Linked DNA regions of Anas platyrhynchos: region 1 is linked to region 2. The links are chromatin contacts, called in public Hi-C maps. All regions are on one chromosome and are shown on one strand. Each heading gives the region's core, a stretch centred on a gene start, on an enhancer-like site or on the middle of the called end of the contact. The rest is flanking DNA. Distances are from core to core; before and after follow the strand shown. Region 1 has its middle 29 kb from the start of EAF2. Region 2 overlaps LOC101792439.

Region 1 (6,570 bases), core at 19-2,518, 81 kb after region 2:
AAATGCCTTTTGAGGAATAGTTAATTCACTGAAAAATAGTTTTATGGAAAAAAATTTGGGAACCTGCCTAAGTTCAGTGAATTGTTTGGGCCAAAAATGAATAGGGAGAAATTTTTCAGGAAATGTTTTGCTTTGACAAGCTCAGAATAAAATGTGACACATTTTTTAGAAAGTGATATTTATTTAAAAACATTATAAATTATAGGGAGGGAAACAAGGCATTTAATGTGACTTGGGCAGGGGAGAAGTCTTGGAGTTGACAGAAAAATCCTGAAAAAAATCCTTCAATTATCCGGGGTCAGGATGTTTTACGGCTTGCTATGATCTTTCGTACTGCCATCATCCAAAGCCTCTGGGTCTTCAGCATGATAAACCTGGGCTGATGACAGGAGTCTCTGATGCTTCCCTTATCTCAGAGTTACAGTTTGCTGCTGCTCTCACCAAAGAGGAAGAATTTGTCTTGCGCCTTGGCATTAGGAGCGCAGAGGAGGAGCATGTTCTAGCCAGAGAACTGGTCAAAGCTGGTGCCTCTGTCTTCCAGCTGCTCAGGAGAAGGGACTTGGTGGTGTCCTACAAGTGACCCTTCAGAAGGGCTGTGTGCCTTGCTTTTCCCCTCGAGTAGAAAGTGCTCAGCATCAGGCTGCACACACCTGCGGTGACACAGAGCTTTGTGTAACTTGAATAACCCTGGGAGGGAGACCCACTTTCTAAGACAAACAGTGCCAGATTGGAGCCATTTTCAATTAAGATAAATTGTGTTCTGTTCATGCTGTGCTCTAAACTGTTTGAATTGCAGATAGATTGTCTTATGGAAAAGCTCCTAATGTGCGAACCCAGTCTATCTGTTAGTTTGGTAATGAGCCCTAAAGCCCTGGAGGAAGAGGGAGAAATTGCTGCAGCTCTTTCCCAAGATCTGTGAGGTGACTGTAAGGTCTTTATGCTGGGAAATAGTACAAGTTTTTTTTTTTTTTTTCTTTCTTTCTTTCTTTTTTCTTTTTCTTGAAACAGAGGGAGAGTGGTGACTACAGTAATTTGTGTTTGACTGTGCTGATGGGGAAACTGAGGTATCTCTCTGTAAGGACTTAATTATTTAGGGCCAGGAGTGACCAAATGTCTGGAAAACATGAGTAACCTCATCTTCAGAGCCTGGCTCATCCATCAGACTGCGGACGTCCGTGGAGAAGGAGTCTCTGCTGCCTGCTAGACTGTGCTCCTCTGTGTCCCTGACGCAGCAGTGACTCACGATGAGCTCTGCGAGCTGGGCTGCACATCTGTAACATCTTGCAGTGGGTGGATGCAAAGTTAGTGGAGCTAATGCCAGTCCCCTGGCTGGCCATGCAGTGGCACTGAAAGCACAGCTAAATCTCAGAGATGAGCTCTGGCAAGGTTTGTGCTGGTTACACGGGGGGTGCTGGACAGGTGCTCTCACCTTGCTGGGAGAAAGGAGGGGAACCATGGAAGGAATTCATCAGGTGCAATTCACAGAGCGCCAGGGGACATGTGCAGCCCTGCACCGTTTGGGAGCTGGCTCTGTTAACCCAGTTGCTCACAGTGTGCTCCCCATGTCCCAGCTTGGAGCTGTATTTCACTGAGGCTGTTACCAAAGGAAAGTTAGTTCCTTTGGTGCTTTCTTTGTTTGCCCGGCAGAATGACAGAGACTTCAGCTTTCCCTTCTACAAGAGAGGTGTGTTTTCAGCCCTCTTTTTGTTCTCCCTCATCTGTCCTGTGAATGAGACGCTGACTTTGCTCCTGAGTGTGAGTGAATCTACAATGGAAGCAAAGAGAAGCTGGAGGCAGAAATGTTGCTAAAGGGACACAGAAAGAAGGGAGTCTGCAGCAGCAAAGGGTCTCACTGTAGCTAGCGACAAAGGCAGAGATTGCCTGTTGATCTGCTAAATTGCAGAGTATGCACAATGCAGCAAATGGGTTTGAGCTGCTGCACTTGAAGGGGCTGAAAATATTTTGATGAAATAGTTTTGCTCAGAAAATACTTCTAAAAAGGAGAGGTGGTTTTGATTAAACTCTGCTTGGATCAGAGACATGCAGAGAAACAATTGCGTGCTGTGTTACAGTGAATAGCATGGGGGTTACAGCACTCCTCTGGGCATCAGGAAATGTGGGAGATTGCTGAACGTGAGCTGGGATGAATGTGTCCTTACGTCATGCACTGGGTTCACAGCAATTTTGGGGCGGGTTTTATCAACTTGTCCTACTGGAGCTGTTTCGCTTTGTAGAAAAGCTGTACTTGGTAGCCCTGAGAGGGCTGGGTTCAGGTCACTGTTCAGCTGATGTGGTGATATTTAAGGAGTGTGAAGAGGCTCCAGCAGGCGGTGGCATGCAGGAGACCTGTGAGGTCAGCCTGGATTGAAGAGTCTCTCTCAGCTGATAGCCCCTAGCCACCAGGGTACACATACGTTTTTTTTTTTTTTTTTTTTTTTTTCAGAAAGCAGTTGAGAGGGCCTGGGTTTTATTCTAAAATGTTTTTTTTTCAAAGTCACAACAGAGTCGGTGTGTTGGGAGCCCACTCCCTACCAGCACTTGTTTCAGCAGAGCGGCCACAGGAGTGGTACGCAAAGGATACTGTGCAGGGTGTTCACAGTTAATGGAGGAAGACAATTAAACCCACAACTTAATAGCTTTCTCTAGTCTCCAGGTAAGCTCTAAACTAGGAGCATTGCCCAGAAGACTTGCTGAAAATCTTTGAAAATACATGAATGCAACTTGTCCTTTCAAACTGTATTTGGTATTTATTATCCGTTCAATAGCTAGGCAAGCATAGAGTAGAGCTGAACCCCTGACCCGCTCAAATTAAACAATTCTCTCTGGGTGAATCTGAATTAAAATAATCCTGCTGGATAGGAAGGCTCCTGTTCTGCTTTGGCTTTGCCGATCAAGCACTGTGAAAACAAACAGTGTCTCTAACCTTGAGGCCCTTGTCAGAACAGCCTCTGCCCTGAGCTGGTGTTACAGCTATTCCCCTCCTGTGTGCAGGACACAAAGGCTGGCGGACCAGCACAGATGTCCTGTGGCTTCCAGTTGGCTCGATTGTCAGCTCAGGCACTGCCCCAGGCTGCCTGAGCTCGTGTGCAGCACTGTACAGGACATGCATGCAGCCACGGGGGATTGTCACCTGCTCACACATCACCAGTTGCCTCAAATCACTCTTCTTTCCTTGAGGTGTCTTTAAAGAATGTTGCAACCAGACTTCCTCTGCTCTTCCAGCCTCAGTTGGTCCTCAGGTACAACCCAAACATTTTTAGGATGCAGAATGCAATTTTTCGTTCAGGTTTATTGCTAGCTACAACCTCTCTTGCCAGGCAGGGAGGGACAGACACCAGCCTCAGCTCCTGCTGGCCACAGCCCCTGCCGCCTGCGTCTCACATCAGCATTCCCCTCACCTAGCAGGTATATTGCTTTCCTCCTCTGCTGTCTGGCTCTGATTGATACTGTCATTTGTGTATTGAAACAGCCAGCGCCTATAAATCCTCCCAAATACCCTATTATTAAAAAGGCATCTCACCTTCAGCTTTGGGGTGGTGAGGAGGGCTCATTATGCTCCTGTTTGTTGGCTGTGCTTATGCAGACCATGTCTCTTGGGGCCAGAGATAAGGCTCGGGTGTGTGCTGTAATATGGTCAGCGAGGAGGTTGCGTGCGTCAGAAGATATCTCGAGGGCAGGCAGAGCTTTCAAAGGCAGCAGCTTGCAGAAGCTGGGATTTTTACAGCTGCACTGCCAGGGCTGGTCAAACAGGGGTGGGCATTTGTGACTTGCAGGTGACAGCTCGCTCCAGAGAGGTTCAGAGTGGCGGCACCAGACCCTTGGCAGCTCCCTTACTGATGGCTGAGGGTAAAGGTGGGTGTAAAACCAGAGGCGCTGCTTAGCCAGCAGCAGAGCTTGGTGCAGCGCCATTTTTGGGGCACAAACAGCCAGGATGAGCAAGGCAGCCACTGCTTTGAGCTGACCAGAGGCTTCTCAGCCTGCTCCCTCCTGCGTCCCAGGAACCCCACGGCTGTAGGGGAGGGCAGGTATGGACCAGGCACACACCAAGCCCACGGGGCAGGCTCCAACATATCCAGGAAGAGGCAGCTCTGCACAGATCTGCCACTATTGATTGTCTACTTCATATCACCTCTGAAAAAAAAATAAGGCTGAGGTAAATGTGTATATCTCTGCCCAACTGGATTGAGTCTTCCTGCGTTCTGGAGATTTCTCCCTCATTTTTTATTATTTCGCCTCAAGTGGAAGGGTCTGTTTTAGGGCCAGCGTAATAACTGCCATAACTTTGTCAGGCTGACACATCAGTATGGTGCCAATCACAGTTATAGAGACCCTGGGACCACTTCATCACAGCAGCTTCACTCCAAGGCTCCTTTTAATCTTTCCTAATAAAATTTAAATGACAGTAGCTGTTCCAGTCATGAACCAAGAAAAGCCTCTCATATTATTTCCTCCCATTTTTTCCCAGTCTTGGGTTCTCCATTTTATAGTGACTAATTTATGTGAGCTGACATCTTCCCGAGCCGGCAATGTGTGTCTGAAACAAGAGGCTCCTCTGTTCAGTGACTCTTTTTAGCAGATAGGCTGTTCCCAGAGCAATGTGCAGATTTGTATAATGGGGCCACTGCCACCCTCCTGAGAACCCAGGCAGAGTTTCCTGGCTCCTGCGGGTGGTTTTGACCAGGAACAGCTACTGAGCTTCGGTGTGGGTTTGCTGCAGGTCCTTCTAACAGGCCATCGAGCATCTGTCCTGCTGGTGGTGCTGTTAGCAGCCTGCCTTTCAGCCCAGCACTGAGTGAGGACACCCAGCTCCTCTCATGCTTTTCTCCTCTCCTCAGAGGAAGACAGTGGAAGGAGAACTTCAAAAAGACAGCACAGCCATTTCCCTTTAAACATGAGCAGCATTCAGGGACCTGCCTTGTGAGGAAGCGGGCCTTGCCCCTGGGGGCAGAGCTGGGGCAGTTTGTTAGGGCTTTTCGGTCCTGCAGGCTGCACCGTCCCCAGACTTGGACTAGCCTCTGAGGAAAAACTCTTTGGCAGTAAGAGTCAAGCCACAAAGACCAGCCTCAGCCTTCCTGAAGTGTGCGGGAGCTGTTTGGAAATCCTGTGGCTTAAACCTCACTCAGAGCTCTTTCTAGCATCAAGCACACCGGGACTCTGAGAGTCCAGGGGGCAGAGGATAGGTGTGGGTATGGGTGGATGTCAGTCTGGTGGGTGATGCTGCCCTCGTGGGGACTGCTGCCCTTCCTCCCCTCGGTTAACATCTTCCCCCAGTGACTCTGCGCTGTCCTGGCACAGAGGAGACCAGCTCCAGCTACTGCACCAGCACGGACCTCCCCTTTGGCCTCAGCACTTTCTCTCCTTTCTTTCAGCAATTGGCCAACTCACACGTGGAAATTAAGGGCAGTGAATCGCAATCAAGACATCTTCCACCTCCTTTCAGACTGCATGACAGAGAGAGTGATATCTGGGGCCTTGTTAATATTGAAGTGGTGAAGTGTCACCGGCTCTGTGGTACAAGCGGGCCTTGATTTACATGAGTATAATAGAGATCAGATCGAGGCCCGCAGACTTCAGTGTCAAGGGCCTGCAGGGATGTATTACATTTTCTTCCCTGCTGATGAAAATGAAGTCCTGGGGGAAATGAGTGGTTTCGTCTCATCTGAATTCTTTCTGGAGTAGCGTTGCCTTCAGAAACTCTAACTGGCAGTCAGCGCCTTTCTTCTTGTCAGTCTCAGCTGGAAAGACAAGGAATGAATGGGCTGGGAACAACATTTCTGGCACATCTCAGCCAACTGTGTTATCTCATTTAGCTGCAAGAGGTGTTGTTACTGGGAACATCTGTTTGTCGTGCCTAGGTGGAGAATGAGATAACATTTAGAAGACACTCTGTGCATCAGAATCTCTTGCTTTTTAGGGCTGATCCCAAACGGACCGGTCTGAAGGAGATGACATCTTTGCTTACATTTCCTGCCTTTATTCGATATTCAGTGTCCTTCCAGCAACCTGTATTTTTCTGCATGACTGGTCCGTGCCCACTAGCATCACTGCTATCCCATGCTGATACCTTTTGAGAGTGCCTTGCTGGAGATCTGACCCTGTAACAAGGCTGCGTGTTCTTGGGAGGCTTCTGGCCAAAATGTACCAACCTCAAGAGCATGGATATTTCAGGGCATCACCAGTTCTTTTCCATGCTACTTGTGGTTGGCTTGTCCAGAAAATGTTTCTTAGAATGACATTTGCTTTGCTGACTGTTGTCAGTGCTAATTACTTCTTGCAGTCAAGTAGTCAAGTTTTAGAAGCTGTGTTGGAAAGCAAACAGATCTGGTGGTCCTCACTGCATTCTGCTTTCTGTCCTTCCAAGCCCTTTGTCTGTGTCAGCCAGCAGAGTGCCCAAATAGTTTCTTTTGGGTGGGGGGCTCATGCTTATTACTCTTGCAATTGTGACCACAGAAGATCCCTGTGTGCTCTTCTCCAAGGTGTATGTCATACCTTTCACCTGCAAAGCTATAGATAATCTGGAACAGGTAATTGTCCCCTATTTAAAACACAAGTCTGAGCTCTGTCCCTGAA
Region 2 (6,222 bases), core at 470-2,969:
GCTGAGTACACACGGGATAAGTAAAAGATAAATAACATTCAAAACACAGCCTCTGCCTCGCCTGACAGGTTCCACAATCAGTCTGTCGCTTGCCATAGCAGGCTGTCCCAGATCAAAGAGCTCGTACTGTTCCCTGGCCACAGGTTTTTTAGGACAGGGCTGCAGCGCCGAGTACACGTCCTGCTTGTAACTCAACAGAGGGCAATTATTTACCGACCTTCTTTGGGGGAGTTTGCCTGGTTCAGAGGAAACAGGCCCTGTTTGCTACCAGCCTAGCTGGCAGGTGTTTCCTGTGATACCTAGAGGAACCCAGAATGTGAAAAACTGAACAATCATCCATAGGCAAGATTGATGCGAAAAAGTAGACCTCTTACATCTACTTATTGTTCTCTAACCTTTTGGAACAGCCAGGGTGGCTGGGGGTATCTCGATATAAAGATACGACTGTGCAAACAGTTCATGGCTGGATTCGATTGTGAATTGGAGTGGAGAAAACCATCGTGCTAGAAAGTAATCAAAAACCTCCCAGAAAGGAGCAGCTTTCTGGGGCTGTGAAAGCCACTTGCTGTTTGGATAAATTATTAGGTTACTGTGCTTATGTTTTCTCTTAGCATGACTGCCACTGGAGGGAATGAAGAGAAGGCAGCTGCGTCCTTTTGATCTGGGAGAGAAAAGGAAGGTGCAAGGAGTTGGTGCTTTGTGCCTGTCGTGGGAATGGAGCTGGAAGGCTGCTAGATGCGGGGCTGTCAGGAGAGGGTCAGAGAGATCTTCCTCCAGCAGCTTCACTGTTTACGTGACAATTTATTTGAAAAACAAAAAATCATAAAAGCTATTTGTGTTAGTTGTGAACTGGCTGTTCAATGCATATTTTGGGGAACAATTTGTTTTCTAACTAGAAATAGCTGGGGGGGGACTCCGAGCCACTGGAGGGAGCCGGGCAGCTGCCCTGGCAGGCATTTGGGCAGCTGCCACTCGCTACGGTGCTCAGCTGTGTGCTGCCACCCTCCTCTTGGGTACTGTGGTTGCAAAGCCTCCAGATGATGCGGAAACTCCCGTTTCCTCAAGGACAAAATGAAGCGCTAAGGATGACGAGGAAATGCAGGCGGTAAGCACGTTGCACTGACCGTGTTTGCCTCAGTGTCTGGAGCAGCACATAACAAGCCCCGGCTGCTGTGGCAGAGGGACAACGAACGGGATAGGGTTTGGTGTTGGGTTGGCGGTGATTTTACAGGACTAGGGCTACCTCCACAAAGGTCTGCCTCTGTCTGCCTTCGTCTGCGGGCTCGCTGGTGCTAGGTGATCTCTGGAGAAATGCACAGATACATTCCCAGTGTGAATCCTCCTGTAACAGAAATGTTTTGTTGACAGTGATTAATACTGACTGGTCTTGTCTTTCCCCCAGGGATGATCTCCAAGAACATTTACAGATTGTTCTCTGTGATCCGCCAACCAAAACTCAGGCTCCTTTAATTTAGCCTCTCGGCCTGTGATCTGGCCTTTGCTGCATAAGTCACGGCATGACATTTTGCTGAACCTGTAATCACAAGGCCACAGGCAGTGGGAATGTCAGGCTGAAAAGGTTAGAACCTTTCTGCCTTTTTACCATTGTTCAGCTTCATGGAATTTTGCTGCTGAGGAGCTGAGAGAGGCCAGACCTTAGAGGGGAGAGCTTTGTGCTCTCAGTTTCAGCTCTGGCTTCTCCTGTGCTGGGGCCTGCCCTGCCCTGGTGGGACTGCAGCCAGGGCAGAACGCTTTGTGCCAGACGATTGTTGTCCGGTGATAATTAAGGGCAGCAGGGCTGTACCATTCTCCCAGATTCATTAGGACTACCCCCTGGATTCTGCTCAGGGCATCCAAAGAACAGACATGGGCACATTGTTCCCCTGAACGCCACTCGCACTAAATGCAATATCTACTCCAGAAAACAAACTAACCCAAAGATTTTAAAAAAATACCCACCTAAAGTCGTTGAAACATAATTATTAAAACCTTTTATGTTACTCTACAGTACAATGTAAATTGTTCCTTTCCATTAAATTTTGAAATACACTAGATTACATCATTTAAATAATTGCATTTTAGGTTCACTATTAGTGGTAGCAGAGAGATATTTACATACATGTCTGAGACATTTCAGATGCAGTGCTACGTTCCAGTCCCTAAGCCGGTTAAATAACAGACTTCCAGTGCGAGCATACTGCTCGTCCACAGGTTCTAGATGTATTTGGGGTGCATGTGTGAGAAAGCAAGAGTTCCTTTTATTCTTGCCTGATTTTGTCTTTGTTTGCTGTGTGCATGCAGCTGAATCTGAGCAAACCGATACATACTTGATTTGGATTAAAGATGAACGACCTTTCTTTTTTTTAACAAGTATTTTGACTGAACATACAAAGGTGAAAAATGAAATATAGTCCTTAGGGGAGTAGTGGTGAAAAACATTTTCTCCAACTTTCCTCCTCTGCTGCATAATACTGCGCCTAATTTTAACCCTGACTTTACCTAATGCTGATGAAATATAGACAATGGTGGAAACCTCTCTCATGTTGTCAAGACTGGCTTTCAACAGAATCCATGCAAATGCAAGCATCACACATCATTCTCCCACAGTGCAATATTAACAACTAAAACTCAGTATTTTCTTCCAGGGGCCTGCTCCTCAAGAGAAGCCCCTGCGTGCAGGTCCCTCGGCCACACGCAGGACGTGAGTCCTGAGGCTGGAGACGAGGATTAGGCTGTAACACTCAGTTCCAGTGCTGCTGGGCAGGAGCCACAACTCTTTCTGGGTCAGAGGCTCCTTTCTGTGTCGTCCACGGAGCGGAGCAAGTCGAAGCCACCGAGGCTCCCCGCGTGCTGCCCACGCAGGACTCAGGGCCGGGTGTGCGGGGTGCTGATCATGATGTTGGGCAGCGCATTGCGCCGCTTCTTCCAGGAGCCCAGCTCCCTTGAGTAGCGCCTGATCTGCCTGAACCAGTGGTGAGTCCGTGCCCGGTCGCTGTCCCGGAACACAAACGCCTCCCGCCTGATCTCAATGAGTTCAAAAGTGTCGTCACAGTCAGGATCAGTGGAGACGATGCAATTACTCAGCCTCAAGGGCTCCCTGAGCAAATGGAACTTGCCATTGTTTTTGTCCCTGATGAGCACCAGCACGGCGTCCTTCACGGGCCCTGGCTCAGCTAGCTCCAGGCTGGACTCGGACACGCGCTTCATGTTGACCAGCAGGAGGACCTGCATGTTTTGGAACTTGAGGGTCTTGCTGCCTTTCTTCACCCACTGGCCGTCAGGGGGCTGGGCCAGCTGCAGGGCCCCCTCCATCACGAAGCGTGTCTCCTCCCGCAGCCATCCCACCGTTTTGAGGGCGGTTTCCCTCATCTCGATGTTGATGACTTCCCTCTTCTTCTTGCTGTCCTGCCGAAAGGAGCGGAGGGTCCACGTGTTGCCCTCCTGCTTGGTTTTCATGTTGATGTGCTCCAGGTGGGACTCGATGCGGCTCTTGGCCTCCCGCAGGCTGCCGTGGTCTGGGTGGTACTCGGTGGTGGCCTTGATGATTCTGCTGAGCAGCAGGGGGTACTTGGTGACCCTCTGCAGAGGGGCCATCAGAAAGGAGCGCAGGTTCATCCGTCGCAGCGCCGTGTTATCGTTCTGGGACACGTCGAGGAATATCCTGCAGGGATTTAAGGACAGGGAATGAAACAGGGGCTGTTTTGCCGGCAGCTGCTGCAATCCTAAGCACTAAGATGAAATCCTGAGCACTGCAGCCCCCGCCCGCCCCCTTGGTTTTAATAGCATTGTGAATTCTGTCTTCTCAAAAATTAAAAAAAGGGGCCTGGAACACTATCACATAACATCCTAGCAGTCTCCTATGAAATCACCATAGAGCAGTGAGGGTGTGATCTTCCCGTGGCGCATGCTGAGGTAGGCCTGAGGCAGGCACATCAGCTTTTATCAGGTTACATCTGTGTGTAGGTCCTTTCATCACTCGATTACAAAGCTCTGAACAGGAGTTTGGTACCGTCATCAATTTATAGCTGTTGCAGTGGAAACAGAGAAGTGACTAGCCCAGCTTGGCCCAGCAGGCTGGGGCTCGGAACGGGATATGATTCAAGTCATGCACGCTTCACGCAGTGGCTTTCCCCAGTGGGAATCCAAACCGTGCTCTGCTGAGAGCTGCTCTCAGCTTTTTAGTGAAAATGTATTGTTTTTTTATATTTTTTTATTATTATTATTTATAATTTATTATTATAAATTTATAAGTGACATTATTTAGTGAAAGTTCAGCCCCGTGGTCAGTGGGCAAACACTAGTACCCCAAAATACAGGATACAGCTGGACACCAACTACAGAGACTGCTTCAGTGAAGATATCAAGGGCTGAACATATTTGGGAGCCTCAAGCACACTCCTCACCCTAAGCCAGAGCAGCTCATCGCTGAAGAACATCAGCAATAAACCTGTGATCTAGTTGAGCTGACAAAGGCTTTGCCTTCAGCCTGGTGCTCTCCGGCCCTCAAAGCCCCAAGGAACACTCACCAGCCCTCCTCTCACCTGAGCAGCTCTTTCTCCTTCTCCAGCGCGTTGAGCATGTTCACTGAGGAGGACTGCTGAAGGCAGTAGGTCTGGAAGGCCGGCAGCATGTTGACGAACTCTAGAAAGATCTCACCGATGCACACGGTCATCAGGTCGTCATCCCCCTGCAAGCACACAACACAGCCCCGCTGGGTTAGCTCGGGAGAGGCAGGAGCACACAGCCTGCGTTCAGCCACAGCAGCGCCACCGTACCGCAGGGTCTGCTGGGTGCCAGGGCGGGGGGACACCGACTGGGCTCCCCCCCTCTGGTGGAGGGTTTAGGTTCGAATGGGTTCATATGGGCAGGGGAGGCACGTAACTCAGGCAACAGGCATGGCACTTAGCAACTTAGAACTTAGAACTGCACTTGTTCTGAGCAACTGGGCTGGCTGGGAAGCACGATCTTCTTTCATTGAGCTCTTACTGGCTACTTTGGTGCCTAAGTGAAAATAAATTTCATGGTAAATTGCTCTTCAGCTTCCAGACTAATTGGAAACATGAGAACCTGGTGGCACCCAATGCTCTTAGCTTTGTTGAGGTGTGTGCTGACACGCTCGGCAATTCCTGCTCATTTCAGTAGCAAGAGAGGGAGCACTTCTCTGGTTTTTGATGCAGTACCGGGCTTTGACTGCAAAGGGTAACATGGAGGAGGAGGCAGGGAAACCCACAGCTGTTGTAGAAGCCCCTGTCTCAAGAAATTATTCACAGGGGACGTGAGAACTGCAGTGTACATCTCTCTTCACTGGGCCAGGTGTGGGAGAGGTTGTCAGCTCCTGAGATGCGTTGCTCAGTCTGACATGCAGGGTTTCACAGGAGAGGGGGGATGTGCTTCCTAGCAAACAAACATCCTGGTGAAACTGATAAAGCAACGAGTGGGTTTTGGTTTCTCAAAGAAAGGAGGGCGTGGAGCTGTTTGTGTGTCCTTTGCAGCAACTGTCTGCTGCTCTAAAAACTTACATTTCTCTGCCCACTATGCTGTTGTGACAGGAGAGTCTTAAGTGCAAGGCAGAGTGCATCAGTACGAGAAACTGGCACACAGAGCTGTAAGTAAGTGCAGATTGCCTCCAGAGCAGGGAGCAGCCTGTGCTGCCTGGCCCTGCAGCCAGCCTAGAGGCAAGCTGCAATGAGCTGCAACCCCAAGCCAGCTCACAGTTGGGTAAGAGCGTGGCCTGCAAGCTTGGCCCCCTCCACCCCTCTGGTAGCTGAGCTCTGTGCCCCCATGGTCACACCTAGAAGTGTCCAAGCTAGCTGGCTTAAAGCCACCTTTGGTAATGGGACAGATGGGTCCTGCTAGGGGGATACAGGGCTGATGGCCTGCTCAAGTCAGCGGCGTTACCACAGTGGGTAAGGCCAGAGGGTTGAGGCCAGCAGCTCCAACCTGGCACAGACCTACTGAAATCCCTGGTTTCCAACAGCTGAGGGAGCGAGAGACTGGGCAGGTGAGCAGAACCCAGGAGTCCTCCACCTCCCAGTTCCCCTCCTCCAGCTGTGCTGCCTTCCTGATACAAAACCTACTCCTGTCTGCCTGCAGAGCACGCAGGCACCGTACCTGGTCAAAGGCCTGATCGATCTCTTCCTGCAGGATCTCCAGGAAGTTCTCGTTGAGGTCGATGAGCTCCTGAATGTTGCTGAAGATGCCAAGGAGCTGCTCTTGACTCAG

What was found. Hi-C and Micro-C count contacts between places; a contact is called where the count stands out from the background.
Region 1: a contact with region 2 is called in a Hi-C map of liver, with 4 times the contacts expected there. The contact joins two enhancer-like sites.

What each region holds. Positions count from the first base shown.
Region 1 is chr7:14,789,068-14,795,637 of IASCAAS_PekinDuck_T2T, forward strand. No RefSeq gene overlaps it. Among named protein-coding and RNA genes, the nearest start is that of EAF2, 29 kb to the left of the region's middle. Within about 2 kb of position 1,269, at least 3 of the 8 cell types and tissues checked have an H3K27ac peak or open chromatin away from gene starts, as enhancers often do.
Region 2 is chr7:14,707,617-14,713,838 of IASCAAS_PekinDuck_T2T, forward strand. It overlaps LOC101792439, which reads right to left. Exons shown (of 10, transcript XR_011810577.1): 5 at 6,112-6,222; 6 at 4,542-4,687; 7 at 2,500-3,661; 8 at 1,244-1,342. Among named protein-coding and RNA genes, the nearest start is that of TSN, 13 kb to the left of the region's middle. Within about 2 kb of position 1,720, at least 1 of the 8 cell types and tissues checked has an H3K27ac peak or open chromatin away from gene starts, as enhancers often do.